Regions from separate parts of the Zea mays genome. Here region 1 is linked to region 2. The links are chromatin contacts, called in public Hi-C maps. All regions are on one chromosome and are shown on one strand. Each heading gives the region's core, a stretch centred on a gene start, on an enhancer-like site or on the middle of the called end of the contact. The rest is flanking DNA. Distances are from core to core; before and after follow the strand shown.

Region 1 (2,839 bases), core at 212-2,711, 150 kb after region 2:
TCTGCTGGAACGAAGGAAATTCTTGGAAGCTCACAAGTGCAGTCTATGACAGATGGGTTTCCAGGGGGCAAATGTTTCAAGAGAAAGGGCCATCCTCCAAGATATAGGCCATCCACAATCTTGTCATACACGGACTCTTTCCTCATGTATCTCTTAACCATTGCATATGTCCGAGCAAGCGTCAAGAAAGGACCAAACAGTATAACTGACCAAAGAGGAAACCTTCCCACTGAGTTCTTCCCCAGGATCCACGGTAGGTTGATGGCATCATGGGATGCAACAGTGACAACAGAAGCAACAATACTGGTGGCTAGGAAAGGAAGCACAATAATTCTCATGCCGAGCTGGTACAGACCAACAGATGTGACAAGAAAAGCTGTCGCAGAGATGCCGGTCACCTTGGATATCCCCATTGTTATCTTTTATGATTATAAGATCACTTCTTCTGCATTGCTAGAATGCCAGGCCTAAATCTGCACCAAAGTTTCGATCAGCAGTTGTTTTCTTTAGCAGAGTGGTGAAATTGGATTTCAATATGTGAAAACACTTGCTCTGTGTGGCGTAGAGAATTAGGTATATTCAATCTAGAAAGCAACATATGCTAAGCGTGTCAGCAGCTCTCTTCGGCATGCGAAAGAGAAGGGGGTGATGCAATGCAAATTTTCGGAGTCGATTTTTTCGATGTGAAAAACAAGTAGTAGTTCCTAACAGGTCAGCATTAAACATAGTTGAACAGCTTGACACTAGCATCCTAACTCAGGGCCATACTGAAGAAAACAACAAAACCCACAAACACGGTTTACTTAACCATTGGATCAGGTAGATTCACTCGTTGATCAACGCTGATGGGGGAGGGCAATCGAATTAGCAAGAATGTGCGTTTGGTAACGTGAGATGCTTCCAGCTTCTTCTTTTTTAGTGCAGAAACACGGTGACGACACTGACGATCAAGGCATAAAACGCGGTCAGCCGGTCACCCCTGTCTGGCTGCCTCAGTTTTGTGGCTTAGAGAACAAATCGGGTAACTAAATCCTACCTACATCAAAGCAGTGGGCCAAGATCCATCCGATCCAAACATTACAAATACAACAGATCAAGATATATCAGCAAAATCGTTCATCATAAAACATATCGACAGTGAGATGCGAACGAGCTAACCACCACGGGACAGAAACGAAAGCGCGTCGTGTCTGCGCGCGAGGGGATCGCAGGTCTCCAGATTACCTCGGCAGGCAAAAGGCGAGGGCGGGCGGGGTGGTGCCGGCCGGTGAGGAGCGCGACTGGGGCCGTAGCGAGCGGGAATAGGAACCGAAGCGGGCAGTGGTGGTGGCAAGCCAATGGGATCCATCCGTTCCTCCCGGCGGCAGCGGCATCGTCGGGGAAGGCCGGAAGGAGACGTGCGGCTCCAATGAATTATTCTTTTTTTTCATCTTTTCTCTCTGACCACCACACTGACGGACTGACCCACCCACCTGGTGGGCCGTCGAAGGGTCCTGTTATGCCCCGCTGGGTCGTCATCGGCACGATGCACCTCGCGGACCCAAAATCCAATCCTGCAAATCAGCACATGGTACGATCTCTTGTCTCGCGTTTCCTCCCGCGCATGGGCCGGCCCACTCCGCAGCTTGCGCGCATTCGCTCATCAAAACTACTCCTTCACATGGGCCGAACAAGTGAAAAATAGTGAGTGTCAAAACTTGAACACAAGACAGTCGTTCTCCACAATTATATTTATACCATGTAACCACCTTGTTTCAGTTAAAAAAATTTGTATTAATAACCCGTATTAGACCATTTAAATCAAATAAAATGATATCACGCTCTTATAATAATAATATTGCACACCAAAATATACCATTAGACCGTCTCATGAAATATTGAAAAAAGGCTACATAGTAGATAAAATAAAATCTCTACTAACTATTAAAAGGCTAATGTAGACCACAGCCGTGCCCCCGCTTCATCCTCTGCGCGCATGTAATCCTGTGCACGGCGTCCCGTGCGCCACGCATGTAACCGGCCCCAATCTACATGCAATCCTCTACGCGGCGTCTGTGCGGCATCCCCGTGCGTGGCCACGCATGCAGCCGGTCCCAGTCTGCATGCAACCTCTAAACCCACACACGCATTACGCATGAAAATATGCAACTAAACTGGTGCATGCAACCATGCATGCAAACGCCTTCGCTCCATGCAAAGCTTGCATGTGCACAGCTGTGCAAGTATGTAAATGTGAATATCATTTGAACCATGGTTGTTTGCTTTAAACTCACATCTATCTAGCTAACATGACACATATTTTTCGTTTTATATTTTATACTAAGTATAATATAGACTTTTATAAAAAAAATAAGGGAAAAATTAAAACTGGGTCGTGTTCCGGCCAACCATGATACTTTTTACGTGAGTTTGCTACCTCGATGCTCTGTATGATTTTCTTTGCGTTTAATATCAATTATAACTATGATAACTAATTTTTAGTCGTTTTGTAACGAAAATATAGATTGGTCAAGTCGTTTAGTAAAACAACATATCACACATACTTGCAAATTGTTTTCACATCATAATGAAATATAAGTCCATATGTGTTGGGGACTTGTTCTCAAATGTTATGAATTAAGAACAAGGCAACATAGAAATTGTTAAATGTTATAGTCCTTCGTCCTTCGAAGCATTATTTTCCTTGGGATATAATGGATTCCGGACGAAGGTTATGAAGGTCATACCTTCATAAACACAACAAATAACGAGGAAGGGTAAAAAATATGTAAAATAATTTAAACACATGATTATTATTATTAACTCATTTCTATTTCATTATCGTAGAAATGATAACAGG
Region 2 (2,700 bases), core at 20-2,519:
CCGACGTCTGTCCTTCCAAATTCTAGATAGCACATTTAGTGGGGGGTAGCCATGTTGGCATTTTCCAAAGAGCACTGATGTGTTAGTTGAAACTGGAACTCATCTCTTCTTAATAAATATATTATACATAGTTTATACTGTGACATATCATGAATATAAAACGTACATCAATTACTTTCTCCTATATTAGCAGACAATAAATGTGGGCAATTTAGGCCATTATCATTTTCATTCTCGTTAAATACAGTGACACATCATCAAATCTGGTGACATGGTAGCCTATTTATTATGAGAGAGATAAAATGAGTTTCATGGGAATGAAACTAGGCATACACGGTTACCTAGCTAGACATGTTGTGTCTTGCATATTGCCGATGAAACCACACCAAATGAAACTGTCCACTGACAATGAAAAGTCTCATACATGCATGGTTGCATTCGTTCCATGATGATGTGGCACTTAGGAAACATAAATATGAAATCTTTCATTGAGAAGGGCCTGATAAGCATTCCAGGAGTACCTAAGGGTATTTTTATAACGGTAAATGTAGGAAATCTAGGCGCCGGTTAGGTATTAACTACATCTTTTTATTTTTTTCCTCGTAAATAGTAGTTATGTATGTTTTAGATACAGTACGTTCCTAGGTTATTTTAGACTATTTTCATCATCGCAAAGGCGTGATTAGGAGTGTATACAAAGGTTAACGGGTTACATTATATCAGTAGTGGTTTAGACTTTGAAAATAGGCAACTACTGAATTTAACCAAACCCATATATATCGATGTGTTATCTATGGCCCTATTGACTTCATTCCAAGCTTTGCCAGTAAAGGAGAAGATCAATATATATTCCAGTCTTGTGTTTCTGCCACTTTGCCTGGTACGTACGTGTCTGTCCTCTATTCTTGTAAAGAATTACATAATTTCTGCGAGGTTTTATAAAAAAAATAGACAATTTATGTGTGTGAATGCACCGGGCACACGCGCCACACAGCATTTTATTGATCGATCGACCTGACACAAAGCGTGTCAACACCAAGTCAAGAACACAGCGAGGAACAAAAGTTCTCGAGAGAGTGGGCTAGCCATCATAGCTAGCTTTACCATACACGAAGCAACATCCACTGGTCGGCCGGCCGGTGGCATTCATGCAATATGCACTTGGACCTTTGTGTCAGATTTTCATAGAGCATTATATTCCATTTAAACTAAAAAATATACTAGTGCGTATACTATATAACAATCCACCACTGCGTGCAAGTGCAACCCCCTACACCACTAGCGTGCACACACAATTGTGAAAGAAAGAAAAAAACACTTGTGATCTTGTTCTTTCCAACTTACAAGAACAGCTAGAGAGAGCTTCAGAACTCTTGCCACAATTCTCTATAGGTCTTGCGTGTGTGTAGCTCCTTTGCAGCTACCTCTTTGACCAGCTAGCTTGCCTGCCATCATCATGGGAAACTGCCTGGTGATTCAAGACAGGAAGGAGATCAAGATCATGAGCATGGGCGGCGGCGGCGGCGAGGTCCTCAAGATGCCATCCCCGCCGGGCAGCTTGAGTAAGGCGGCCGACGATGTCATCGTCGACGCCGACGCTGCTGCAGCTGGCGCCGCTGCCGTCGTCAGGGTGAAGCTGGTGATCAGCAAGCAGGAGCTGAAGAAGATGCTCGACAGGGAGGGCGTGTCGCTGGACGACGTGGTGTCGTCTCTCGTGCTGCGCAATCGAGAACTGGAGGAGGTCTGCTGCGGAGGGTGGCGGCCGGCGCTCGAGAGCATACCGGAAGGCAGCGATCTCTAGCATGCACGTACGACAGCGCCTGGCATCGGTCGTTCAGATGTCTAGCTCTAGCTTGTGGAAGTCACTGGATCAGTGACGGTCGTGCCTACACTACACTGGAGTACACAAGATACTTTTTGGGAATAAGCGTAAGCAAAACATGTGTGTGCTGGGTATAACATTATATACACATATATATAGAGAGAAAGATAGTATTGGTAGGAGTTTTGAGATAGGGATTCTCTTCATCTTTTCTTGCTGCCTACGTGTGCTTGTAAAGAAGAGGTAAAGATGATCCTGGAAATCAAGCAAGTCCTTTATGCATGTATACTATATACTATGTGTCCTAATCAGTGATTCAGTCATCACAGTTACAATCCCAAGGGATCCATATATATATATAAGCTGCTTCTTATATATTTGGTGTTTACTAATTCTCAGTCCTATCTTTAAGACGGCGAGAGTTTTATTGTATTTTAGAAAAGAATGATTGAATTCATAAGAAAATCGGACCCGAGAACCGTATATTAGTTCATGGCTTTCAATACTGAAGATACTTGGTTCGCCACCAAGGTCTGTGCTTGCCATGATCACCACAACCACGTCCACTCGATCGCATCACTGAAAGAGACTCCGCAGTGGTTGGTGGTGCGCGCCTCTAGCCTAGCTGGAAATCAATGCAATGACAAAAACGGCAGCAATTTTCAGTTCAAATACTGATCGATGGGAAGTTGGGCCGGGATGAGCACACAGCTAGAGCTGACGAGGCCCTGTCGTAATTTTACGACCAAGTATCACCGTCGCCATAGGTGCCACACGCGCTCATACTGGGCCCTAAAGGCTAGTTTAGGCCCGCATACGTAGCCACTCTCAGTCTCCTAGTCTCATGTGGCGATTGTCCATACCAACCCATCTAGCCC

What was found. A called contact is a pair of places that touch in the nucleus more often than the background predicts.
Region 1: a contact with region 2 is called in a Hi-C map of tassel, with 6 times the contacts expected there. The contact joins the promoter of LOC103647081 here to the promoter of LOC100278192 in region 2. A contact is called at or near these places in 6 of 25 Hi-C or Micro-C datasets (bundle sheath, ear, endosperm and 3 more).

Annotation. Positions count from the first base shown.
Region 1 is chr2:147,912,737-147,915,575 of Zm-B73-REFERENCE-NAM-5.0, forward strand. LOC103647081 (Dual specificity protein phosphatase Diacylglycerol kinase catalytic region) reads right to left here and starts at 1,462. Exons shown (of 3, transcript NM_001301527.1): 1 at 1,225-1,462; 2 at 1-473. The coding sequence starts at 413.
Region 2 is chr2:147,767,351-147,770,050 of Zm-B73-REFERENCE-NAM-5.0, forward strand. LOC100278192 reads left to right here and starts at 1,270. Exons shown (of 1, transcript NM_001367309.1): 1 at 1,270-2,108. The coding sequence starts at 1,457. The coding sequence ends at 1,801.